Linked DNA regions of Mus musculus: all the other regions are linked to region 4. A link is a contact called in public promoter capture Hi-C data. All regions are on one chromosome and are shown on one strand. The core of a region is the stretch at or near the end of the contact, and the rest is flanking DNA. Distances in the headings are between cores, read along the strand shown. Region 1 holds the start of Fam241a (family with sequence similarity 241, member A). Region 2 holds the start of Tbck (TBC1 domain containing kinase). Region 3 holds the start of Tifa (TRAF-interacting protein with forkhead-associated domain). Region 4 holds the start of Casp6 (caspase 6).

The links. Promoter capture Hi-C pulls out the DNA fragments that hold promoters and counts their contacts.
Region 1: a contact with region 4 is called in a promoter capture Hi-C map of liver, with 3 times the contacts expected there. The contact joins the promoter of Fam241a here to the promoter of Casp6 in region 4. A contact is called at or near these places in 3 of 39 promoter capture datasets (the HPC-7 cell line, liver and pre-B cells) and 1 of 9 other capture datasets (liver).
Region 2: a promoter capture Hi-C map of pre-B cells shows a contact between it and region 4, with 5 times the contacts expected there. The contact joins the promoter of Tbck here to the promoter of Casp6 in region 4. A contact is called at or near these places in 2 of 39 promoter capture datasets (liver and pre-B cells).
Region 3: a promoter capture Hi-C map of pre-B cells shows a contact between it and region 4, with 5 times the contacts expected there. The contact joins the promoter of Tifa here to the promoter of Casp6 in region 4. A contact is called at or near these places in 5 of 39 promoter capture datasets (the 3T3-L1 cell line, hippocampal neurons, liver and 1 more) and 1 of 115 datasets of contacts at active chromatin or transcription factors (large pre-B cells).

The regions. Positions count from the first base shown.
Region 1 is chr3:127,893,045-127,900,251 of GRCm38.p6, forward strand. It overlaps Fam241a (family with sequence similarity 241, member A), which reads right to left and starts at 3,279. Exons shown (of 2, transcript NM_027482.3): 1 at 2,990-3,279. The coding sequence starts at 3,139.
Region 2 is chr3:132,680,851-132,687,093 of GRCm38.p6, forward strand. Tbck (TBC1 domain containing kinase) reads left to right here and starts at 3,294. Exons shown (of 26, transcript NM_001163455.2): 1 at 3,294-3,544; 2 at 5,922-6,142. The coding sequence starts at 5,950. It overlaps Aimp1 (aminoacyl tRNA synthetase complex-interacting multifunctional protein 1), which reads right to left and starts at 3,029. Exons shown (of 7, transcript NM_007926.2): 1 at 2,943-3,029. The coding sequence starts at 2,944.
Region 3 is chr3:127,787,824-127,795,034 of GRCm38.p6, forward strand. Tifa (TRAF-interacting protein with forkhead-associated domain) reads left to right here and starts at 2,049. Exons shown (of 3, transcript NM_145133.4): 1 at 2,049-2,348; 2 at 3,650-3,706.
Region 4 is chr3:129,899,137-129,905,301 of GRCm38.p6, forward strand. Casp6 (caspase 6) reads left to right here and starts at 2,279. Exons shown (of 7, transcript NM_009811.4): 1 at 2,279-2,370. It overlaps Gm46825 (a long non-coding RNA gene), which reads right to left and starts at 2,295. Exons shown (of 3, transcript XR_001783989.2): 1 at 2,181-2,295; 2 at 1-984.

The DNA of each region.
Region 1 (7,207 bases), core at 2,029-4,528, 2.0 Mb before region 4:
CCCCAGATCCACTCCTCCTTCTTTCCCTTCAGAAAAGAGTAGCCCCCCCCCCACAAAGGGAAAAATCAGACAGAAAACTTGGCTGAAGCGCATGATGTATACATGGGTACTTAAGCCAAAACAGATACAGTAACCCCAAAGTGCTGGACTTCAGGGTATCACTTGGAATAATTCCTTACAAGTATTTATTTTCTTCACATGTATTTTAGAATTCCTGAAATACATATTATGTATATAATCACAAAATTAATATTAATAATTCTAAAGTCAATTTGGGAGTCATGGGATTGCCCCCATGCTTTCTGTAAATACAGCCATCTCAGGTTATCGTGAATCGTAATCTATGTTGTATATGAGCAAATGCCACTGACATTACAGACATGAGTAAGACCTAGAGAGGTTTAGCCTTCCAGCCGTCCAGCAGGGGACTCATCTTCCACAAAACCACCAGGCAGTCACTGTCAACCATAGACTTGGATCATCTCTCCTGAACAGAATTACAAATTCATGTGGACACAGCTCTCTAAGTCTAGACTCCCCGGTTCCCTGGATAGCTACACACATTACTCCTTCTCTAGAATTCTTATCTCTCTTAGAGGCTGGCCTTGTACTTCTCGTGGGACACAGCTTCTTTTTCTCAAGGCTTCCTTTTTAAGGAATCCTTGATTTTAACAAGACCTCTTTTGTCACTCATCCCGCCTGGGAAAGGATTCAGGCTGAAATGCTAGCTTAGCTTTTCCTCAAATGGAGTCTCGGCTAAGGACAAACTGTAAAGTATGATGCTGACAATATGTTAGTTACAAATAAACCACCTGTATCCACAGCCGTGTTTCAGAATCTCAGGACGTAAAGTGAAGGTGCGTTCTGATCGGGCGTTTTAGCAACAACAAGGCAGAGGGAAAAGAAGTTTTGGATACATGTTTATACAAGTCTTCCAGGTTGAGGGAATGGGCCTTCCAGACAGAAGAAAGGCAGAGATGGGAGAGATGTATGAGGAGACTGTAGGCTGGGAACTAACCCAGCCTGCTTCTTATCAGAAAAGGAAACAGAAAGCGAACAGGATAGAACATGTAAGATTAGGAACTGACAAAAAGCAGATTCTGGAACCCACCACATTGGCCCCGCCCAAGAGAAGAAGGCATTGCAGAGGGCTGTGGCCTTCAGTTCCCTCTCAATGTCTAGGAGGCTGAGGCTCTGGAAAAGCAACTGAATACACTAAGCAGAAAGACGGCAGGAAAACGGCCACTGCCTCCTTTCAACCTAACTAGTTTTGCTTCCATTTTGGTTTCTGTCATTGATTTTCTATGGAAAAATTCTGTGTAAATTTTAAATAGTTTAGAAAGGAATTTTCCAGAATTATTCAATTTATAATTTGGAGTTCTGGTATCCTTAAAACCAATCCAAAAAGAAGAACAGGAGAATATCTCCATGATGAAAAATTAAAATGACTTTTTGGAATGTTTTATGTTGTTAACTCTAATTCTCCTTCAGATAGTATGTGTACAAAAACAGCTCTATCTATGTGACATTGCATGGATTTTTAAATTTCATTTGCAGGTTGTAAAAAAAAAAAAAAAAAAAAAAACCAAAACAAAACCCTAGATGATAGGCTTTGTGATACTGTTGCCAAACGATTGATCACAAAAGTTTGCTTTCTGCATTATCGAGTTGGGCTGTACCAGTTCTGAGCTCCTGATAAGAAGTTCCCAGGTGCTGATATAGTAGGATCTCAGGTGTGTTTTTTTCCATGAGTGTGAGGACTTAAGAGTATACAGGTAAAGTATGTAGCAAAATTACAACGACACAAGCAACATGCAGAAGCAGGCAGGAAAATGAAATTTCATAGTACAATAGAGGAAGCAGGCATGTGATAGGGTATCTATTCTCTAGAATGTATATTTAATTTTTTGTTTCATCCCCTTTCCTTGTTCTAGTAACAATATCAGTAAGACTAGAGTTCCTGGCGCTGTCCATGTCATTGTATTGCTAAGGTCCAGAGATGGTTAAGGGAAGGATTTCACATATGCCATTACAACCATTTGCACATTTACTTTTGGAAAGGGAGTTTTAGTTGCTGGCTGTGTTTTCCAGTTGAGCAAGAGTAAGAGGAAATCAAGACCTTCTCTATTGAGACATGCATGGTACAGTTTGGTAAGAACACCGCCCGCAAGGGCACCAGCAAGATCTCCTAGCTACCAATTTATTTGCTTCAGTCACTGGCTCCTATATTGTCACATAGATGAATAATTACTGTCTACACGGTGATCAAGCCCACATTAGCATTATTTTTGTTTCTTAAGTAATGGGTTTTATTAATGTATTTAGTTATTAATGTACTTAGTGATATTAGAGGACAAGTTACAGGTATTATTAACTGATGATTCCAGAAGTCTAGGCTTACTTATGTGATTTCTAAAGGTCTTTGTATCTGGGGGATTTTTGAGTAGCTAATTACTGTACTGCCTGTAAAAAAAAAAAAAAAAAAATCGTCCCACGTAGAACTCCATCTTTACATTCAACTGCTAGTCTAGTCTTACAGATATCTGATGTTATAATTTCCCTTAGTCTTCTCAATGATATCCAATTCTGAGAACTTTAAAAGTACCCAGTTTCCTTATTATGTCTGTTACTAAAGCTTCCTTCCCTTTGGTGCTCACAGCAGGCAATTTTCTTTTTTTTTTTTTCCTTTCCACTTCTAAAATGAAGTTCAGCTCTGCTCGGTGGTGCTGTGAAACTTGCTCTGGGAGAGTCCCGGTGTCACCTAGGCACCGACCCGTGCTTCCCGATCCTCTGTGCGGGCCGTCCGCCCACCCCGTCCAGGGCGCGTGCAGTGCTCGGAATTCGAGCGCACGGCGCGCCCACGTAGCGCAAGTTGCCGGGTGGTTTTGAGGTGAGGCTCCGGAGGGCATTTCCACCGAGCCCGGCCCCGCCCGTCAACCGCTCGCCGCGTGCCCAGCCGCCACCCCGCGGCCCGCGCGCCCGCGCTCACCTGCTCGCCCTCGTCCTGCGGCCGCCGGCGCCGCGGGCTCGCCCCGTGCTCCGGCTCCTCAACCCGCCCGGCCGGCGCCGCCCCGTCCTCGTCGCACTCCCCGCCGGCGCTGCCGGCGCCGCCCCGCAGCAGCTTCCTGGCCGAGCACATCCCACCGCCGACTCCGGCCGCCCGCACGGCTGCCGCTGGCCACACCGGGACTCCCGACGCACACGGGAATCCTTAGAAGCGCGCCCGCCGGCCTGGGGGCCAGAAGTGCAGGAGCCGCCCGCCCCTCCTGTCAGCCGCTCGCCCCACCCCCAGCTCGGGGGCGGAACCCCGGGGGCGGGGGCGGGAGGAGGGGCGGGGCCATAGCGGACCGCGGCCCAATGAAGGCGGGACCTGGTGGGTTGGGCAGGGTACTGGGAGGGGCGGGGCCAGGGAGGGGCGGAACCAAGGGAGGTGTAGCATTATTCCAGTTAGTGCATGAAACTATGAATGAGGCCATAGGCTCCTGAGGGAGGTTGTATGTGTCTGACACCTATTAAAGTATATGACATCTGTGAAATTGTGTATCTGTAACTATCTGTACACAACAGACAGATATCCTGTGGTGTGTGTGTGTGTGTGTGTGTGTGTGTGTGTGTATGTGTAAAAGACAGAGAGAGAGGAAGAGAGAGAGTGTCAGAGGTGAGGAACACTGTAACAGACTACATGAGGGAGATTATGTATGAAATCGGCCATAGGTGCATGAGGGAGATTGTATCTGACAGGTTTTTAATGCATGTGAGAGCCCATGTGTGATTGTGTGTGAGTAACTATACACACACACACATACACACACTTAGATGTTGTGTTTAGTGTGTGTGTGTGTGTGTGTGTGTGAGAGAGAGAGAGAGAGAGAGAGAGAAGGAGGAGGAGGAGGAGGAAGTTATGTGTTGTGAGAAAGTGTGTGTAAGAAACATTGTAACAGACTGTAACCAAGTGCTTACAGGAGATTATATGAAAAAGACCATTAGATGCATGAGACCCTGTCTGATAGAGTATTATAAAAGCCTGTGTCTAATTGTGTGCCTGTACACAACAGATTGTGGAAGACTGTATACCAGAGTCTTTTGTGACAGGACAGTGTGGGAGATCATAGGTGTTGAAAGTTTGTGTGAGGATGTAGGTATACAGAAGAGGGCAACTGAGAATAAGAAGCTCATATGAGAGGGAGCTGTGTGCATGAAGGTGTGGGCACATGTAAGAGGTTCTGGGAGTGTGAAAGACCACCCAAACACACAGTATCCCTCCATACCAGCTGCAGCGGGCGCTCAGCTGTGCCTGGGTGTGCTGTTGGCTGCTTGTGCCTAGGAAGGAATGCAGGCTCTCTGTCGCTTGTTCCTCCCCTTTTGCCTCCTCTCCCTAAGCATCTCTGAGTGACCATGCCTATTTCTCTCTGCTTCCTAGTGTGTGTGGCTTGTGGGAGCCCTGGGCTCATTTCCTGGTCTCTCTGCCGTAGTGTGCATTTCTAGAAATGGTTTAAAAATTCTCAGCGACTGGTAAGAGAGAGAAATCGAGTTTCTTTTTCTTTTTTCTTGCTAGCCCATCATATAAGGGTAAACTGGGGGGCATGAAAGTAAAACAACGAATGGTTTTGCTTTCCTTTAATCCGTGCATTGAGGAAAAGGTTATGGTGTAGCTGGTATATCAGACTGTCGATGGAAATTATTTCCTATTTAACAAATAGGCCCAGAGACGAGTAACTCGTTTGGGAAAGCCTCTTTTAAAATGCCTTCAGGGGCTGGAGAGATGGCTCAGCGGTTAACAGTACTGACTGTTCTTTCAGAGATCCTGAGTCCTATCCCCAGCAATCAGATGGTGGCTCACCACCATGTGCAATGGAATCCAATGCCCTGTCCTGGTATGCAGGTATACATGCAATAGAGCACTCAGATACATAAAATAAATAAACCTTAAAAAAAGAAAAGACTAGTACCCAAAATGTCTTTAGGCCCAGCCAAGGAATTAAATAGGCAGGGACTTACAGGCTTATTTTAAAAAGTGGTTTTGTTTTGTTTGGGCTAGGCAGAAGCTTGTCCCTTTTGCTCACACCTAACACACACACTCTCTCTCTCTCTGTGTACTCAGTGTCTCACAAAAACACCCTTTCTTATACCCAGTCTGTTACACTTTGTAATGTAACCTAGTTTCTTTCTTACAACAGCATCTCACAAATCCTTCTTAATGGTTTCTGCCAAACATACACCGTCCCTAGAGACAAGAAAAATATGCTTTTGGACATCACAAATTAGAAAAAAAAAAGAATCTGGCTTAATGTCTGTCTTAAAGGTCTTTAAAATCTTCGATGACAGCAATAAATATTGTATGTACATAATCAGAAAGAGGAAAGCATTTAGTGGGAAAGGCTGGGAGGACAAGAAAGAGAGTGTAATGGTGTGTGTGTGTAAATATGACCAAATACTCTCTCTTCTCCTCCCAGCTTTTCTCACTAGACACTTCCCTCTTTCCAAACAGGGTGGCACTGGCTCCTGGTTATATACATTATCATTCTTTTTGTCTAATGGCAACATTTCATTTGAATTTTGGAATTTTTCTCTTGACTATTGTTCCCTATAAATGATCTTTAAGAAAAACCAACTCGCCGGGCGTGGTGGCGCACGCCTTTAATCCCAGCACTCGGGAGGCAGAGGCAGGCGGATTTCTGAGTTCGAGGCCAGCCTGGTCTACAAAGTGAGCTCCAGGACAGCCAGGGCTATACAGAGAAACCCTGTCTCGAAAAACCAAAAAAAGAAAGAAAGAAAGAAAGAAAGAAAGAAAGAAAGAAAGAAAGAAAGAAAGAAAGAAAGAAAGAAAAAAAAAAAACAACTCTAGGATCATATGTAGCAGCCCAGAGAACCTTAACCTTCCCTGCCAACCCTGTGGACTTAAGACATTTGTGTCTCTCCTTTGCATGCTTGCATTAATACAGAGAGTGCAACAGCTATGCTCTGATCCATTGGGCAGAATAAAGGGAAGCCTCTTGGATCGGTGAGAGCTCAAATAGCAGGAGATGCACACAGACGGGTTAGTGAAGACATCCAGAGCTTAGCTCGCTCAGTGCATGAGTCCTTTAGAACATGCTGTCTGATTTTCTCTTAAACATTCATTCCTTCTCCTCCTCCTCCTTTTCCAAGACAAGGCCTTGCTTCTGAACACCAACTGGCCTGCACTCAAGTCTCTCCTGCATCTACCTCCAGGGGGCTGTGACTGCTGCTGCATGCTACCGGGCTGTCACAGGCTCCTTAATTCTTTGAGAAGTGTCATTTAATGTTTCAGTAGGTCGTTACTGATGGCTAGGAGGCATTGAGCTCAGACAGATAGCTCTACTCTCAGGAAACTTCCCCTTTAATAAGCACATTCTAGTATGCTTCTCTTGGCCAAAGTAAAATAAAATAAAAACTTTTACCAAGGCATGGGCAGAGTCCTATGTCCATAGTCTCTTTCTATGATACACATTTGGTTTTTTTTCCCAAATGATATGCTTTTGTTCCCAAGAATTTGTTTTTCCTAGAGACCCAGAGAATTACATCTTGCTGCAAATCTAATAATAGTATCTACACAAGACATTATTCAGATTAAATCCCAGATCATACACTTTCAAGTGCATTTTATGGGAAGAGTGGGCTATTTTTACTCTCTGAGCCATATGAGTAACAGCTAAAGAAAGCTATCAGCCACTTGCCCGTGGGAAATATAAGATTGTTATTACCTAGGCAACCACAACATGTCAAACTGAAATTTTTTTCTAGTATATTTGCCTGTTTCCCCAGGAATTAAGTGGAACAGTTTACTTGTTTACAGAGAGTCCAGTGTAGCACAGCATGGCCTACGCAGTTGCTGTAAAGATGACTTTATATCGCACTGTTACCCCTTTATAGCTTTTAATACTCCTTCACTTGATTCATTCGCTCATCTCTCCAGCTGTTGTCAACTTGACACATCATCTCTCCAGCTGTTGTCAACTTGACGCAACCTACACATTCTTGGAAAGAGAAACTTACCATTGAATCTCTTGTATCAGATTGCTATGGCAAATCTATACGGCATTTTCTCAGTTTCTACTCGATGGAGGATCTGGTCCACTGTGTGTGATGTCATCCCTGGGCAGGTGGGCCTGGGCTATGTAAGAAAATTAACTGCAAGTCAGCATAAGAAAGCCAGAAAGTGGCAGTCCTCGGGTCTTTCTTTACTCTA
Region 2 (6,243 bases), core at 2,044-4,543, 2.8 Mb after region 4:
TTCAGAATCACAATTATGTATAAAAAAAAAAAGTACTTTTCTTAAATATAATACTTCTCAACACTCAGCTTCATCAAATCTATGATGCCATCAAGTAAAAAACTACTCCATACAACATATTACTATTTTAATTTCATTCATACATATAGCATATATAATTGAACTTCCTCTACACACTGTAGATTCATTTGCTCTAATGCTCTTGATCCATTAGACACATTTTGAATGCTATTCGTGGTTGTCAATTTGACTATATCTGCAATTAAAAAACCCAAGAGGCTAAGCACTCCTATAAAGGATCTTTTTTTTCTTAATTAAATCATTTGAGGTGGGAAGACCCACCTTTAATTTGGGCCATGCCTGTTGGCAGCCCATATAAACACAGAGAAGATGGCAGCTCACTCTCTTGGCCTGCTTGCGCTAACTCTCACTGGCAAATCCATCCCTTGCCTGGCAGTAGAACCTACTCTTTGGAACTTTGGTGCATATTTAAGACCATCTGAAACGTCTAGTCTCATGAGCTCAACAACTCCGAGCTTCCTTCTTGGACATTCCTGTAGTGGACAGCCACACAGCTGGGTCACAACCTGTAAACCACTTTAATATTTATGTTCACTGAAAACCTTTTTAAATTTAGAATTAGATTGTTGCTTTATATTACTACATTGTTTTCTTGTATTTCTGAATACACAGTAACTTCATTTTGACTCTAAGTCACAATCACTAAAAGTATACATAAAATAAAAATTATACTTAATAAGCTAAATACCAACATGGCACACAACAGAATAACATTAACATTTATGAGGACATTCATAGCTGACACAATGAAAACTATGTTACCAGAAGGTAATCTAGAGTGGTCTGAAGATGTAGATAATTTAAAAATACATCCCAGTTTCAGATATATAAATGTGAGAATTAATAGCAATCATGTTTTTTTCTCTTCTTCCCTTCATTCCAGTCTTGCCTTCCAAACATTTCCCCAGTTGCTTCACAATCTAATTGCCAAGATATTCTACAGCAACATGGTACCTTTAGACCACTTTAAATTCCTGTTGCCATTTAACACATATGTCACAAGTCAGAAGGTAAGGACAAGTAAATACTTTGGTAAATGTGAGGACAATGTGCTCCATAAACACTCACTGACATTGATCCCACTGCTAAGTTTTTAAACCAAGCCTTGCTAAAACCCATAGAAGACCTGAGGCTGTTTCTGGTGAAAGCTCCTATTTATTCTAGATTCTTATCCCCTTACTGGAGAGCCCTTTTTTCTCTTTACTGATGAAGACACAGGAAGTTCTAGCCATATTAAATGATGACAATGGGGGGAGAAAGTAAAATTGATTACTATGAAGGGATAATCCATGCTTTTCTAATATTATGACTTAATTCAAAACCTTTTCTCCCAGTAGAAGACATACATAAAATGCAAAAGGCTTGGCTAGGCCTCCTGTTATCACAGTGAACAATCTTTTATCATTTCATTTTTAAAATAAGTTAACCAATCACTTCAACCACACCATCACGCCTACTTCCAATTCAAGAATGCAAATAAGAACAATAACTAATGGACATTTGACATTGACATTTACTCTCCACCATGTAAGATATCATTTTATACACCAGGAGAAAGTATATGTATTGTCTGGATTCATCCAATTATTATACGGCAAAACCATGATTTTAACTTATGTTTGTCATTCTGAAATTCACACAATTCACTCAAAATGTTTCCCAAAGCCTAAATGCTTTCATTATTTGGGAAACACACTCAAGACCTGACTGGACACTTAGGACCTTTATTGAAGACACTGTTATGTTCCCTTTGAGGTAAAACAAAAGCCTCCTAACTGATCTCCTTTCTCACTTCTGCCCCCAGTCTAAGAGGGCTATGGAGTAACCCTCTTAAAACGAAGCTGGGTAACATTACTTGGCCTTGGAAAACCTTCTATGGCTTTCACTCCCCCTGATTAGCCCACACTCTCTGTCTGCATCATGAATCCCCTCTCTCAGTTCTGAGCCCACAGGCATTGGTCAGACCCCTTCATACTTTGGTAAGTTTCTGTTGCATGGCCTTCGCAATGGCTTGGCCTTATGACTGACTGTACTTCTTGAAGGTTTTCTCTATTGTTAATTCTATTTGTGTCACCTCCTTCCTAGAAAGCCATCTTTTCCTTGAGAACCTTCTCTGGCAACCATGTCAAATAATCTACCTTTTTTTTTTTATGGCTTAATACCTTTTCTGTGCAGTACTTATAATCTAAAATATTTAAGTATAAAATGCCAACACTAAAAAGCGTTTAGTGCTTGTTGCAGGGAACCCAAGCTCAGGGCCCAGCACTTACACAGGAGCACACAATCACAGGTAACTCCAGGTCCCAGGGGTCTGATGCTTTCTAGCCTCCGCGTTTACCTCCACACAAGTTTTGCACAAAAACTCACTCGGGCATGAACACATACCCATAAGTAAAACATATCAATATTAAAATACAGAGTGTTCACCTTACTTTTAATGCTGTACTTCAACAATAAGCCCTAGCCGAGAGGCAACGACTGGGATTTTTGTCCGTTTCGTTGACAGTCATTTCTACTTAGTTTATGGATCTTTACCCAATAACTAAACTGTTGCCGGGAGTATAGTGGTAGCTGGTGTTTCTAATATCTGTTGAAATCAAGGAATCTCCTTCTTCAACCCGTCCTCACGTACAAACACTGGAAATCCTTTGCACTCTCACTTAAAAGGAAACAAGGTAATGCATTCACCCCCTGCCTCCAGTAGCATGCTCTCCCTCGGCCACGTATTCATTGCCCAAACTAAGTTGAATCAAAAGGGGGCACGTGGGTGGAGGTTTTGACCGCGCTTCCCACTACTACACAGAAGGTCAGGTTCTTTTTCCCGGGTGAGAAAGGGAAGAACTCTGGATCGGGACACTCACATGAAGCGGTGACCCAACCGCAGCTCTTGAGCAGCCTCAGCCGGGAGAAGGAAGGGCCAGCCTCCCGCAGTCCCCGGCAGCGAGAAAGGACCCAGGAGGCTGTCCCTGATAAATGCCTGAGCGTTTCACAGTTTCACCGCTCATCGGCCGTCCGCTGCCTGCGCCAGCTCTCTCCCTGTACCACACTGAGCTCCCATCTCCCATTTCCTTCCTCCCTCCCTCCGATCTTCCCTCACTTCTTTCTCACTCGCTACATTTGGCTGTCTGTCTGGGCAAGGGACAGGCGGCCGGAAGTTTTGGGGTCTTCCCCCGGGGTTGCGTCTCGGCGATGTGACGTCATGAGCAGTGGCCGACCCGAGGCGGCGGCGGGGGAGGGGGTGCTGGGCGCTGTCAGTGGAGCGAGGTGCGCGCTCACCCTCGGGTTCTGAGCCGGGGACCCGGGAGGCCCGCGCGGACGGAGGCGTGTCGCTCCGGCTGTCACCTTCCCTAGGCGGCCTCTTGTAGACGCGCCTGAAATGCAGGACACGGCCCACTAAGCACTGCCAGGCATAGCTTCCGCGCTTAGGAGCTCAACCCCCCAATCTCTGCGTCCCCAGATTCAGGCAGGTATTCTGGTGTCGCCGCTTGCCTGGCGTTAGTGGGTGGGACTTGTGGGACAATCAGGTACTGTGAGTGACCCGGCCATTCTGCAGGAACCCATAGAACCAATCTGTGGAGCTGCTTGCTGTTGTGTTTGTCTCCAAACTTCCTTCTCCCTGAAGCCCAAGTTCACCGAGTCTTAGAAATGCAAATACGATTTTACTCTGGATAAAATCCACGTCTCCCCACTACCCCTCTTTTTTCCCCCCTTTTCTCCTCCTCCTCCTCTTCTTCTTCTACATTTTCGACTCACGTGAGTCATCTCCAATCTCTTTAAGAGTTTACATTGTGTCTTGTTCATTATAGGTGCAGGCCATGTTTGTGGTTTTCAGTGTTCTGGCTACAGAAACGTCAGACTTAACGTAGAAGTTTCAAAGTATTCCCTGAGTAAATTTTCCAAGCCAACTACCTGCCTACATGGCTTTCTCTTGTAATCTCTGACTTCATCGTTTTCATTTTTCACTCTCTTCTAGTTACCAAGTGTGAGCACCTGTGTGTGTGTGTGTGTGTCAATTTTTTGTTCGTGAGCTTCATGCACACCAGAGAGATAGACTGATACTGAAATTTGTTTTCTTGCTTGTGGTTTATCTTTTTGAGTCATAAACACTTGTCTGATTTTTCAGTTGTATGTTATTTAATGTCTATAACGGAAAATCTAATATATCATTGTAAAAGTTAAATATTAAAATGCTGAGGTTATGTCTCACCTTTCCTATGACTTCAAGCCTGCTATGTAGATATAACTTTCTGTAATTTTGCATCTACTCATTGAATAAGAAGTTAAGATTCAAGTAGACTTAAGCTAGCTCACAGTATCGACAAGATTCAGAATAGTGGTCATAACTATTTTCACATGAACTTTTGAGTATGTGTTTTGACTCCTCTATTATGATGAGAATAGCACTGGCTCTCTCCATTTATCACCAAGAAAACAAATTCGCCTGTGTTACCAAGTTTTCAGGTCCATTAATTCTGAAAGCCTATGGGAGACTTTATTTGGCTCCCAATGAACAGAGGAGCCTTGTGCTCTACAGGCTTCTTGTAGAGCAAGTCTGAGGTGTGCATTGGATATGAAGTGGTTTGCATCAAAACTTTTCGTAAAAACAGGATGGGCATAACCGATCTGTGGTGGAACTAATGTGTATATCCTTTTTATTATAAAGAGCACACATTAATTTCAATTGTCAAACCAGATTGAGGCAGTCTAGGGTTTCTCTCCTGGTCAGTCATCAAATGCATATGGCTATTAGTACTTGGCTTTTTATGTTTTGAAAGCAAGTAGTATCTTTAAACAAAAAGTTATGACTAATTAGCTGATGAAGTCTAGCAAATAGTGCTATCATTAATTCCTAGTGTAGTCTAGGGACACCTGCATTTTTTCCTTAGCAGGACTTTTACTTATACATTGTCAAAATTAGTCATAGTTCCTAAGTGTGTTGTTTAATCTATGTGCAGAAAAACAAATGTTCATGGTAGTAGGGATTTATAATTACTTTTCAGTGCAAACCCACACAGTGTGCTAGGTCACATTTTTTCCTTCCCTCAATGTCATGACCATGGACCTTTTTGTAATATCAAAGATAATTCAGGTTCATTCTTTCCCTCCAATGGTAAGTGTGCTTGATTTAGTAGATTGTGTGTTTAGATATATTTTTAACCTTTCTCCTTTTCAAACCCCCTTCCTCTGTTTTTGCCTTTTGGTTTCTCTTTGGAGAAAGCATGCATCCCCTTCTATGGCTACGTGGCCCTGCAAGGTGGTGCATGTGTGTAAGCAAGTCCCGGGGAGGTGAAGGCAGGGGGTTAGGAGTTCAAGGCCAGCCTGGGCTAGGTGAGGACCCTGTACAAAGCAGAACAGCAAAGCAACAGCACACCCCTCCTCAGTTGCAGGGATAATTGAATGGGAAGATGAAATCTTCTAACTCTTCTCTTTTTTACGCTATTGAAAACCTTTGAAATTGATTTTGAGCTGCAATATAAACATGTGCTTAGGTGTTTTTCTTTCAAACATTGTCTTTAAATTTTTAAACTGACTTTTTTAAAAATACTTGCTCTCAGAGTATCATGGTTGTTTTGTATTGTTTTTCCAAGTTGACTTTTAATTTTTTTTTTTTTTTTTTTTTTTTGGTTTTTTCGAGACAGGGTTTCTCTGTGTAGCCCTGGCTGTCCTGGAACTCACTGTAGACCAGGCTGGCCTCGAACTCGGAAATCCGCCTGCCTCTGCCTCCCAAGTGCTGGGATTAAAGGCGTGAGCCACCACTGCCCGGCGACTTTTAATTTTAAATTGAGAAAGTACTGGATTAATGTTAGCTCATTGTGTCATAAAATTCTTTCGTTTTGTAGATCATCTTAAAGGATCCAAGACTACAAAATGTTTCCTCTGAAGGATGCTGAGATGGGCGCCTTTACCTTCTTTGCCTCTGCTCTCCCACATGATGTTTGTGGAAGCAACGGACTTCCTCTCACACCAAATTCCATCAAAATCTTAGGTCGCTTTCAAATCCTTAAGACCATCACCCACCCCAGACTGTGCCAATATGTGGATATTTCTAGGGGAAAGCATGGTAAGATCTTTCTCTTTTGAATTTTATGTTCACTGCCTCAATTCCAGATGCAGTTTGAAAATACTGCGTCAGTATCTGTTGACAAGCAGTCAGGACCTTGC
Region 3 (7,211 bases), core at 799-3,298, 2.1 Mb before region 4:
TAAAAACTGCTTTCACACACTCTAGGCCTAGATAAGATTGTAGAGAGGCTAGAAGCTTTCAGGACAAGGCCTAAGTTACAGACTGAGGCAGTAAGCCTCCAAATGACAATTGAACGGGAGAATAGAAGGTATTTTCATAGAAAAAAAAAACCTGCTTTCACTGGTCTCATAGGAATGGACAACAATAAGGTATAATTAAAAAAGACAGCCCAATTTAGGAACGAGAGGCTTAAGACCATTTATTTCCTGCATGTCTTCTGGGGGCTTCAGAAGCCTCCACAAACTGAAGTTACAGAAACAAGAGGGCACATTTCTGTTTGGCTTTTGCCCAAGTCGAGGCTTCAGGCTACTCATTCTGGACCTTCTGTCTTTGTCCAGAAGTGTAGCCAGCGGAGATTACTGGAGCGATACTGTAGCTATCTGAACTGAGATAAGCCAAGGCCAGTAACTGCAGCGCCAGCCAAGTATCCCTCAGGCCTGGAAGCAGAGGAACTCTCTCTCAGGTGCACACTCCTGCCTGATTCTTGCTGATCACATGCTCATCTTCGGTTTTAAGATCCATTATTTTTTAACTAGTTGTCAGGGTCAAGCAATTGTGACCGAGATTAGATTCTAATGTGGACCTGCATGCTTACTTAGAGTCTCTTTGGGATCAATCATGCCTGACAGTTCTGGAAAATAAAGAGCATGCCCTCTAGCATCCTGAATTTTAACCTGTATCTTCTGTCAGTGTTGTTAATAGCCCCTACTTAAATATTAATAGTATAAAGTGAAGGTTTCTATGTTATTTCTCTACTTGTGTTAATGCACTTTGACCATGTCCATCACTTTATTACTCCCTTATTCGTCACATTTTTTTCACATGTTCTTCAACTCAGCTTTGAAGATTAAAGAGTTCAGATGGAGCACAATCATGACGCTAGGATTCACAGGAGGCAGAAGGGTCTTGACTTGGAAGCTAGCCTGAGCTACATGACAAAACCTTGTCTAAAAAGAAAACCGTTAACAAGAAAGAGATCTGAGAGCAGAAACTCCGATTTTTATGTTACTTTATTGCCTGGGTTTATTTGGCACAATCACTTGGCAATGTCTTATCTTGTACCTGCTTTGATACAGCTCAATCGAAAGAAGATTCCGTGGCTGTCTCTTCTTCCAAGAAGGAATAATAAACGTTGATCATTAACCAACGAAATTACATCCCTTACTGGAATCTGCCTCACTTAAATGTACTTAAGTCCTTTCCCAGCCGAGGCTTCCCAGCAGAATTGGGGGGGGGGGGGAGGCCCTCCAGTAGACTGACAACAGTGCAGAAGCCACATCATTTTATTGTCCCAGAAAAAGACCTACCTCCCCTGACATTAAGGACAGAGTCCAGACAAATAAACAGTTTCCATGGAAAGACTGTGGGAATTGCTATTCAGGTTCCCAAGCAGAGGGGACGACGGAACGGACAACTAGAACATCCTTGGCAACTTCTACAGTCACTCTGGTTCTCTTCGCTCTGCTCTCCATCGCTCTTCTCCCTAAATAGAAGCCCTCTCCTACCTCTCTCCACAGCTGCCTTCTGTATTTCCATCCCAACCTCCTTGAACTTCGGAAATTAGTGTCCGGGTATCCAGTCGGTCCTCTGAAAGACCCTCACGAGGCTGTTGCCCCTGTCACCACTCAGCACTAGGTGTTGGGCGAAGAAAGGTTGGTTAGCCGGAAGTGACAGGTGAGGAGGCTTCTGGACGGCTTGTGCGCAGGGTGGCAGCATCCCGAGGAAGGTTCCAATCCTGTCTGGCTGGACTCTCATCCGCTCCCCACGCCTCGGGTTGAGCAGAGAGTAGCCACTGCCTCCCAAGGCCCGAGATCAGGCGCACATTCTTAGGGTCCCCAACGAGTCCTCCAACTGCCTGCTGGTCCACCACCCCACAGCAGCTCTTAATCTGGAACCGACCCAGTTCCTTTCTTCTCAAAGCCCAGCTCCCGGGTCACATGCCATCTAGAGCTGCCTCTTGTTGGAGAAGGTGCGGTCGCCCCGGGTGCCCGGCGACTCAAACCCGGTCAGTCAGGAGACCTCAGAGAGGCGACAGGGGGCAGGGCTTCCTGTGGAAAAGGGCTGGACGGCGGCGGCAGCCTCTTGCCTGGCTCTGCGGGGCTTTCCTCCCGGCAAGGGCTTTGCCGAGGTCACTCGCGCGAGGCCGCTCTTGGCGCGCCCGTGGGAGGCTCGGTGGCGTGGGAGGACCAGCGACCTGCGGATTCCTCGAGCTCCCACGGCGCTGGCAGCGACGGTCCCCCACCCCCACCCCTATCCCCAGGCTTCCACCAGAAGGCTCCGCAAGACTCACGGACCTCCAAGTCCCCAGGTACCTATTGGTCACCTGTTTAGCTTGAGAGTGGGGGACTGTCGCTTGCCTGCTTCTCTCTCTCTCTCTCTCTCTCTCTCTCTCTCTCTCTCTCCCTCCCTCCCTCCCTCCCTCCCTCTCCCTCTCCCTCGCTCTCGCTCTCTCTCTCCTTGGCTTGGTTTACAGGCAGTCTTGCACTATATACTAAGGAAAGGTTGAAAAAATATATAGCCAGCGCGATCTTAAGCTTATGAAATACGTGATCTTTATAAAATAAGGGAGGAACCGAACAATACTGGGGGAGGGGAGCGGTGTGTGTGTATGTCTTTCCTCTCCTATTCTTGCAAACTTTTCATCCAATCGGAAACTAGAAGGATGCCGCTTGTGCATTCTGGCTCACTAGCCGACATCCCGGTCCCCCGCCGTCACATGCTGTTATTGAACTTGGGAAATATCCCAGTCCGGAGTGCACAAGCCTCTTCCAGACCCACCTCCCGGCCGTAGCCGGGTCACAGGAAAGCCCAGCGTCGTTGTGATCCGGGATTTTCCAATTTTCCCAGAGGATTCGCATCCGGTTGCTGGGAGAGGCTCCGTGGGGGGTCCGCGGCCAGGGAGGGGAGTGGGGCCGGGGTGGGGATAAGAAGTGGAGGGTGGGCAGAGCGAGAATCGCCAACGCTGGAAAGCGCTGAGCTTGCCTGACGCTCTCCTCTCCGTACTTGGTTGCCCCCACTCTCTCTGAAAGATTGGGAACCAGAAAGGCTGCTGAGTCGGCAGTGCAGGTCTGCTTTGGTGTAAAATTCGCGGACAAATGTCTTCTAAGACACCCGGTGGGGCCATGGCAACTGAGGGAGTTGGGCAAGAGAGTAAAATTATCTTTTGTTTCTTCCAAGTTTCTCTTCCCCTTCTGCCAGCTCGGTGTCGGGTGTTTGTCAAGAAGAGAAGCTTTTTTGCAAAAATAAAAACTCCCTTCTTGTAATCACAATCGCTAGCATATCGACTCAGAGGAACCTCCATTTACAGCAAATTCTAAAAACGTGAGAAACCTTGATGGCATGCGTGACCCCTACCCAGGGGAGCCGTGCAAACTTCCCTTTAAACCGTTTGGACACCTGGCTCATTTTAGTAAAAACATCTCTGCGTAGCTTCTCATCTGTGGTATTTGCAACCAATCAGCCTTGTGCAAAAACAAAGCCCGGTAGTCCTTCACTGGTTTCACAGGACACAGGGGTCAGTTAGGAGCAGCTTGTCCCGCGTGCGCAGCTGGGTTGTCAGTGCTGCGGTGTACCTAACACACCGACACAGACCCCTCTTTTTTCTCCCAGGAGAGGAGACAAGGCTCAGGAGTCCTGATCTAGCTGTGGCCACTGGAAGACTCTCAGGTGAGTGTGTGCATCTTGGTATCCAGCACGCAAAGGGTTAAGCCTGGAGAGTTGGGGGGGGGGGGGTTGGAGGAATTGTGTGTGTGTGTGTGTGTGTGTGTGTGTGTGTGTGTGTGTGTGTAGGGGGGGGTGAAGAGCCATGCCTTTGGCTCCTGTCTGTAGCTTTTCATTTCCTCTCTTTCCTTGTTCTATAATAGTTTCTTTGTTAACCGATTATTACTGTTCCCCAGATGTTCATGTTTGACAACTTTGTGATGTCAGATAACAGAGTAATATACTGTGTAACACACGCATTGCCAAATGATACTTTACTATCGCTAATTCTATTTTATTCCACAAAAATATGATGGCTTATGGGTTTTGTAAAGAAAAAAAAATTGTTAGATATTTGAACAGATCTTCCTGTACCTGGTGTGCCCTGAGAAATCTCTCTTCTCCTGGCCCTTTGGTTCCCCTTCCCAAGACAAACATGGTTACTACTGCAGTCTGTTGGCCTTCTGTGTATTTGGTATTTAAAACTAGCAGAATTAAAAAAACTTTTGTTGAGCCTCTACACACCAGTGGCTTAAAAACCAACCAAACAAACAAACAAAAAACAACTACTACTCTTAAATTTGTTATGTTAATTATTCATTTCTGTTTTTCTACTGAATACTGAAGTGCCAAGGGTTCAAGCTACTTTGTAGAAGGTCCTTGGGCCTCTGGAAGTTAACAGATTAGTTATCTGCCTTCTCCACTCTCCAACCAACCAGCAGACTTGCCAGTGAATGGTAGGCCTGTGCTCCTATGCAGGAGTAAGGGTGATCAGCTTTTGCAGCAAGCCAATGCTTTGGTTCACATCCTCTTATGAGGCAGTGCAGGCAGCCACACTTCCCTCCTTAACAGTGGTGTGGGGTCCAGGTTCACAGCTCGCTGGCTATAGCACATGCATCTGAGCCCCCTCCTTCTCTTAACTTCTATAGTTTGCAAAGTATAACTGTGAACCCTGGAAGGGAGGCAGTTTGTGGAGTGCTAAGAGACAGTGCCTTGGGGTCTGGACCCTGGCCTTGGCACCTTGTTTTGGAGCGGAACCCACTCTTTACATTCTACCTAGCTCCATCTCTCTCACCTGTAAAGGGGTCGTTCATGGAGCTATTCTGAAGATGAGCTGGGATGGCACAAGCAAAGGACCCAGCACCCTGCCTGACACAGGAAAGGCACCATAAGCAGAAACCCTTCTAACTGTCAGAGTTTGTGGCCATTTCATCCTCCTGAGAGGTGAATGAGTTTCTCAGCCTAGAGTGGAGTAACATAGCATAGCCTCAAGAATCACAAGGACTCACCTCTGACACTCTGACACTCAGACTGGAATAGTGGTTCTTCTTCTTTTTTTTTTTTTTTTTTCGAGGCAGGGTTTCTCTGTGTAGCCCTGGCTGTCCTGGAACTCACTTTGTAGACCAGGCTGGCCTTGAACTCAAAAATCCGCCTGCCTCTGCCTCCCGAGTGCTGGGATTAAAGGCATGCGCCACCACGCCCCGCTAGCTTTCTCAGTTTCTATGTAGGCTCCAGAGACTTAACTCGGATTACCAGCCTTGTGCAAAAGCACCTTTACCCTCTAATCCTTCTCTCTGCCCCAGAGAAAGACCTTTGAGCGAGAGTGAACCCAGGGTCTCTCGCACAGGAAAGCATCTGCTGGGGGCTGGGAGCGCAACTCACTTGGCAGGGATCTAGGCACAGTCCTCCAACTGGCAAGGCAAATGCTTTACCAACTGAGCCATTTTCCAAGTTCCTCATTTTATCCTGACATTCTTACTTTCAGTTTTATTTTATAGATTTTTTTTTTCTTTTTTTGGTTTCTTGAGACAGGGTTTCTCTGTATAGCCCTAGTTGTCCTGGAACTCTCTTTGTAGACCAGGCTGGCCTCGAACTCAGAAATCCGCCTGTCTCTGCCTCCTGAGTGCTGGGACTAAAGGCATGCGCCACCACGCCCGGCTCCTGTATACATCTTTTAAACAAACTGGGAATATAGATGGGAAGTGGATGTCTCCCAAGATTCAAAACATCAAATAATTTTTTAATAAATTGCTAGTTGTATCATTGCATAACGTAGCGTAATTACTCTCATTCATGCTGTCTGCTTCTTGAATCATGAGACTCGATCATCATAATGAAAGTGTATTCAAATGACAGCATAAACTGGTTTAGTCAGTTCCACCCACTGCATGGTAGTTAGTTCTTGCTGGCTTTTGTTTCAATTGTTTTTGCCATGTTTGGCCCGAGACTGTGAGGATCCCTTTTGCTGGTTTTTATTTATTTATTTCTAACTTACACTGGAGGATCTCTTACCTTACCTTGCTCAGTGTACTGCAATAAAGTCCAAGAGATAGGGATGAAAAATTAAAATTAAAGATTAGCTGGGCGTGGTGGCGCACGCCTTTGATCCCAGCACTTGGGAGGCAGAGGCAGGCGGATTTCTGAGTTCATTTTGAGGCCAGCCTGGTCTACAAAGTGAGTTCCAGGACAGCCAGAGCTATACGGAGCAACCCTGTCTCAAAAAAACAAAACAAAACAAAACAAAAGTTAAAGATTAATGTCTAAGTTAACGAAAGACATTTTGCTTGGCGGTCATTTATGGGATAAATACATGCAGCTTGGTTTTAGCAGCACAACTTTGTAAAAGAGAGAAAAATAATGTCTGAAAAGCAGACAGCCCTGGGTATGAGGGGGAAGAACGAAGTGGCCTAGATACTGAGACTCGGTCTTAGTTCATTTCTATTGCTGGGATGCGACTCCATGACCTAGGCTTCCATATATAAGACAGAGTTTAGCTGGGGATTGCAGTCTCAGAGGGATAGAGTCCGTGCCTTCATCGTGAGGACCATGGCAGCAGGTGAGGGTGCTTGGCATGGCACCTCACACTGAAGCAAAACCGCCAAGCGGTGAGAATTAACTGGGAACAGAGTAAGCTTTTGAAACCTCAAAACCCTCCATCTCTAGACCTCCTCTAACAGGGCCACACTCCCTAATCAGTTCTATACAATTCCACCAACTGGAGACCAAATATTGAAACATCGGAGTCTATGGGACCATTCCCATTCAAACCACTATCAAGAAAACCACCCTGTCAAGAAAAACAGTAGAGTACAAGGCTGGGATATAGAAGGACCTGGAAAACAGTTGCAGCTTTTGTTTTCAAACCATGATAGTTTTGATATCAGTGTCTAAGGTAGATGGGACTTTAATATTAACCTATTTTTGCTTTGTTATAAACAAACAAAAAACCCCAGTACCAATATAAATTTCACTTAATTATAAAACCTCATTGATGGGGGCTGGAGAGATGACTCAGTGGTTAAGACCACTGGTGGCTTTTTTCAGAGGACCTGAGTTCAATTCCCAGCACCCACATGGCAGTTCACATCTGCCTGTAATTCCATTTACAGGGAATCTGATACCCTGATATTCGGGCAAAATACCAATGCACGTAAACTTAAAATGCCATTTCAAAATAGTTATTGAAGATTTT
Region 4 (6,165 bases), core at 1,029-3,528:
TGGTGCTGCTTTTATGGGCTAAGGCATTCAAACACATAGAGTCCCTGGGAGCCAAGTCTATTCAAACCACCACAGAGACCAAGCCCCTGAAGCTAAGCTTTATTTTGTAAACATTTTTCTTTTTCAGTTGCTTTGTCTAAGGCATTTGTTATAGGAATAGGCTGCAAACCACCAATGAAAAATTTATTGAATGTCAAGTTAGATGAAATGTTACCTCAAAATCCATAATTACAGTTAGATGTGCACGCTATACCTCCAGCACTCTGGAGGCTGAGGCAGGATAATGGGTTAGAGGCTGGACTGGGCTACAAAGGGAGACCTACCTCAAAATAAATAATTAAAATAAAACAGCACAAAATAATGAAATCCCTTTAATTACATAGACTATAAAATTAATGGAGTCTGGAGAGATGGCTCAGAAGATATACTTGCTGCCCTGTAGTGGGTTTAATTGGGCAGCTCACAGCCACCTCTAACTCCTGCTCTAAGGTCCTTCTTCTCAGGACTCTATGGGCACATGGAAACATGTGCATAAATAACCGTGCAGGTGTGTGTGTGTGGGGTGTGTGTGTGTGTAAGTGAAACAATAAGGAAGGTGTGATTGTGCCTATCTTTAATCCTTGTACTTGGAAGGTGAGGCAGGATAATCACAAGTTCAAGGCCAGTGTGAGTTATATAGGAAGATCATGTATCAAAAGGGGAAAGAAGTAATAACAATGTTTTGAGATAAGAAGGTACTAAAGCATGAAAAGCAGTCCCTTTTATCTGCTCCTTTCAAATTTGTGGAAGGCCAGCCAGTCGAGGATCCTGCTCCTATATAGTGAGATAGAGATGCATTGTCAGGACTCAGATAAATAATGAAAGTCATATCCAAAGCATAGGCAGTCTTGGGAGTCAGACAAGCCATTCAAACCAGGACGGTGGTCGACACCCTGAAGTTCACTCTCTGCTAGGTCTAGGCAGCTGGGCTGGGGATGATGAGACCTAAATAAGTAAAAAAATAAAAATAAAAATAGACCACACTGTTTCCCCAAACAAGAGAACGGAGAGCAACTCCCAGCCATTTTCCCTGAGCTTCCCCCATGAAAGGCACGGTTCTGAGTGCAGGTTTAACTGGTCACCACCACTGGAGGGAAAGCTTGAAATGCCATGTCGTAATGACAGAGAAAATCATTATTAAGACAATTGAATATTACTAAGCCTAACCCTCTTTACTTGCCATCAAGAGGGGCCCAATTAATTTCGGACATGTTTTCGGGGCAAGGAAAAAGGTTTATTCAGTAAGCAAGACACAGCAAGACTTCCACTGTCTTATTTTAATAGAAATGGTGACATTGAGACTAGTGAAGGCCAAAGGCTGTGCAAAGATACCTGCAGATGCCCAAAGCCTGCTGCAGCAGGCATGAGACTACGCATGTGTGAGCCCGCCCTGCCCTGTTAAAGAACCTCCCTTATGTACACACATGCACACACACACACTTCCTACACACATGCACACACACACACTTCCTACACATATACGCATGATTAAGTAGTGTAATAAAAGACTCCTCAGTCAGCTGGTAACACCTTAACATAATTTTTATCATCTATAGTTGCTTGCTTTTAAATGACAAGGTGGCACACAGTAGGCACAATATGACAGGAAAGGCCATGGTCACCATCACCTACAGATAGACTGTCGTTCTTAGAATTTATGCATGCACTGCCAAACTACCCCTACTTTTATAAGCCAGACTTAAACATCCAGGAATTGGTAGAGTGCTAGGCTAGCATGCGAGAGTCCTGGGTGCAGTGGCACAAAGACAGTTATCACAGCACTGAGTGTGGGGGCTGAAGGATCAAGGTCAGGACCTCAGCTACAGGAGACTCAGGGAAGGAAGGAGGGAGGAGAGGGGGTTGGGGGGTGGGAAGAAAGTCCAGGAGTTGCCTCCGTTTTGTTTTGTCTAAAGCCCTGTCCAAACAGCAGCAGCAACAACAACAACAAAAACATGAGGAAAAAAGCCCTCTGACTGTAGAGTAAGCTCTCTACACTAAACTGAGCACTAGATGAAGTGGCGAAGAGCGATTGTCGGGCGGGGACGGCAACACTGAGTTCACCACCCTGGACGTGAAGTTGCCCTACTTGCTCCCCGGGCAGTGCCCTCTTCCCCAACACTTACACATACACATATGCTTACACACAGCCAGGCTCTGTGCAGGAGGAAGACGCAGTGGCGTCCTGGCGTTGCCTGGGTGACAAAGGGCCCAGTTGCTTGGGGAGGCAGAGGCGGATCCTGGGGCGGGGCAGGAGGCGGGGCGGGGCTGGCAGGAAACGGGTGGACGAGCGGAGGCCTCAGGGCTAGGACACCGGTGGGAGCTCGCGGGCAGGTAAGTGCGGACACCCGTGCGTGCGTGGGGCACGGGGCAGAGAAGGGTGGTGGCCTCCGGGGACTGCTAGGACTGACAGAAGTGGGCTTGCGGCGCTGTGCAGTGAAGGACGTAGCAGCGGTATTTTGCTCAGGCTAACCCCGCCGAGCGCTTTTGTCCTCACGTCCGCTGCTTCCCGGCTGTTTAAACTTTAGAGGGCGGCGCTTGCACTGTGTAGTGGAGAACTTGGCTCTGCAAGTTGAATCCTGTTTTTGTTGCTCGCGTCTGTCTGAAAAGTGGGAAGAGGAGGCGGACCAAGGCTTGGGGCACAGGCCTGCGGTAACCGGGCTCAAGACCCCTAACCAAGGCCAGACCTGGGCGAGCACCTCCGCCACAGTGTCTTCTGCAGCCAGCAAACCTGTTGCTGTCTACGCGTTAGCCCCAAATAACTTTTCTCCACACAGTGATAAACTGCTAGTTCTTGCTTCCCTCAGAACAGGCTTCCTGTCGCCTATCAAAACCGACGTCAAGCCTGAAAAATCTTTAAGGTCTATCAGAGACGGCCTTTATTTCAGAACTTCTGTCCTTATTCCAGAGGAAAACTGTAAAAGTCCCCATGGTCCTACCAGGAGTGGTCCTATTGGACACACAGGGTCTAGTGGTCATCTCCAGTTTAGGGATGAGTAGTGAGGGGTGGGAAGCCAGGTTGGGGGAGGGCACCGTGCCGCTCACCCTTTTGTTTGATTCCTTTCCTCTCCTGTTCAGTTCTATGTGTATGTGCCCTTTCCAGAGTATGTTCTAGGGAGGTGAGTTACTTCTTACAGGTTATTAAGTAGATGGTTGACAGGGAATATGGGTAGATTCTCATGAAGGTCACTAGTTTGGAAAGTGACCTTTAGTGGAATGCCTGGTGACATGTAGTACAGACTTTGTAATCCACCAGTGCCGGGCTTTCGGTTCCGACCTTAGGCAGGACTGGCCCTGTTCTGTGTTCTTGAGCTTTGGAAGTAGTAAGATAAAGTATCTACCGTCCCATGCAATCAATTACAGTGGCTGATAGCTTTATCTGGAGGGTACCATAAAGAGAAAAAGAGGTGAGTGATTTTATACAAATTAAACTAAGGAGCTCAGAGGCCATGCTTACTGTAGGGTCGAACAGTAAAGGAGAAGTGAGACATGGCCAAGACTGACGATTAATGCTGTGTACAGTTTTGAGAACCAGAACAGAGGAGACCACACATTTCTAACCCTCCTATAGGCTATCTTAATCTCTGCTACAAAAGAGGCCAAGGCCGGAAAGTCTCAGGTTCAAGGTCAGCGTAGATAACACAGAACAGCTCTTGGGGAAATGCTGTGCCATATACGCTTTGAAGCTGCTTTGCTGTGAGCCAGGCTCTGAAGACTGCGGCAAAAGGAATGTGAATTTGAGGCCAGTCTGGGGTACGTTGCTTTTGAACCCTTGCTAAGGCAAGACTCTCTTGAGAAGCCTGCATCCGTGTTGTGCTGGGTAGTCTTATGTCAACTTGACACAAACTAAAGTCATCTGGGAAGAGGGAGCCTCAGTTAAGAAAGTGCCCAATAAGATCAGGCTGTAGGCAAGCCTGTAAGGCTTTCTCTTAGTTAGTGATCAGTGTGGGAGGGCCCAGCCCACTGTGGTTCGGCCATCACTGGGCTTGTGGTCCAGGGTTCTCTCTAAAAGAAAGCAGGCTGAGCAAGCCAGTAAACCATCTGCCTCCACGGCCTCTGCATCAGCTCCTGCCTCCAGATTTCGGCCTTGTTTGAGTTCCTGTCCTGACTTCCTTTCGCGATGAACATGGAAGCATAAGCCAAATAAATCCTTTCCTCCCCAACTCCTTTTTGGTCATGGTGTTTCATTACATCAATGAAATCCCCAATTAAGACAGATATCTTGGCTATCTATTGTAATTTCCCTACACATATATTAAGTATATATTAAAACTGTTGAGTGCTGGCAAGAGATCTTAGCAGGTAAAGGCACTTGCCACCAACCCTGGGACCTGGGACCGTATTATGGAAAGAGGAACCTGCTTCTGCAGGTTGTCACCTGACTTCCACAGAGCTGTGGCGTGTGTCTGCCAGCTCCCACACATACACAAATACATGTCAAAACTTTATTAAAAGACCCCAGCTTTACATTAAACAAACCCTTAGTGAGGGCGTGAATTTGACAGCCTTGAAACTGGATGTTATTTTTAATAGATCTTGAACAGTTACTTAGGCCCTGACTAGGCTGAGGGAGATGTGTGAGACAACCCACACTGAAGCTTCTCATTGGATAGGAAGAGCAGAGTTGGTCTTCAAGGCTTTCAAGGGACTTGGCAAGCTGTGGCTGGCATTCTTGCCACTTTGGCAGCTCTCAGGTGCCTTGCTACAAAGGCAGGTTGGCAGTCCCTTCCTGGATTCTGGCTCTGTAGGTCTCAGTAGCCACCATGACCCAGGAGTCAGCCTTCTAACACTCACTGGCAATTCTGAGGCAGACGGAGGAAACCTACTTAGCACCTATTGGACAAGGAAATGCCCGACTGGACTCTTCACTGAGAAATGGTGCTGCCTGGGTGAACTCTAGGCTAAAGGGGACTGAGCCGCCTCCCCACTCAGCCTCACCGCCAGGGTGGCTGTGGTTTTGCTCTATTGACATGAGGTTAGAACAAGTCTGTTTAAGGCGGGGGGCGGGGAATAATCGACTCCACGTCAAAGACCCCTGCCAAAGTTGTATCCTGTTAGCCTTCTTCTTTGTCCATAACTCTCACCTCCCTTTAATTTGGTAACTAACCAAAGGAGAACAGATTATTGAACCAATGACAGTACAGATGCCATCTGTTGAATGTGCCTCTTTCTTTTTTCTTTTTCTTTTTTAAGATTTATTTATTTTATGAATGTCAGTGCACTGTAGCTGTCTTCAGAAGGTGGCATTGGATCCCCCCTTACAGCTGGTTGTGAGCCACCATGTGGTTGCTGGGAATTGAACTCAGGAGTCAGTACTTTTAACCTCTGAGCCATCTCTCCAGCCCTGAATGTGTCTCTTTACATTTACTGGCATTGGGAGCTGGGCCAGGTGGTGAGTGCTTCCTGTCTGAGCTACTCCACATGCTGAGCCAGGAGGAACAAATGCATTGAGCCCATGACTGTGAGGCCTCCCTGAACGACACTGAGGTGATAATAAAGTTGTGCTGCTCTGTTGGACTTGTTACATCTCAGGTGCTCCGTAGCCACAGGTGGCTAGTGACCAACACACTGCGTTGTGTACATTGAGCAACTGGATCAACACAGAGAGGCCTGTCAGATAGCGCTCCCCAGAGTAGGGAAGGATGCAATGAAGGGTGGCTCAGAGGGCTGTGAGGTGTCAGTAGTGAGTCAGGGATCCCTTAACAGTGTCTTCATTGGAAATAGGTGACTCAGAAAACCAAAATCTGAGCCTTGCAATGCAGGCCTTGCCCTCTTCCAGTTAAGTAGATTTCATGTGCTGGAAACACTGTAAACCACAGAGTGGACTCAGTTCCCCTATATGATTCCGCTCCTGCTCTGTACACCAAAGCAACTGTGTTTCCCTCAAACTATAACCACAGAATTGTTTAACTCAAGGCACACGTGTTCGGATAAGAATGTCTCCATTTCTGCTTATCATTTATTATTTTGAAAGCCAGAGGAGCAGAATGTCGCTGTAGTTGATTTACTCATAGGATACCTCCCCCTTTTTCCCGTGAGTCTTAGAGGTCTGGGGTCTGAGGGGCGGAGCACCTTTGCTGCACTTTCGTTGAAAGTAAAATAAATGAGGAAGGTGTGGTGGCACACACC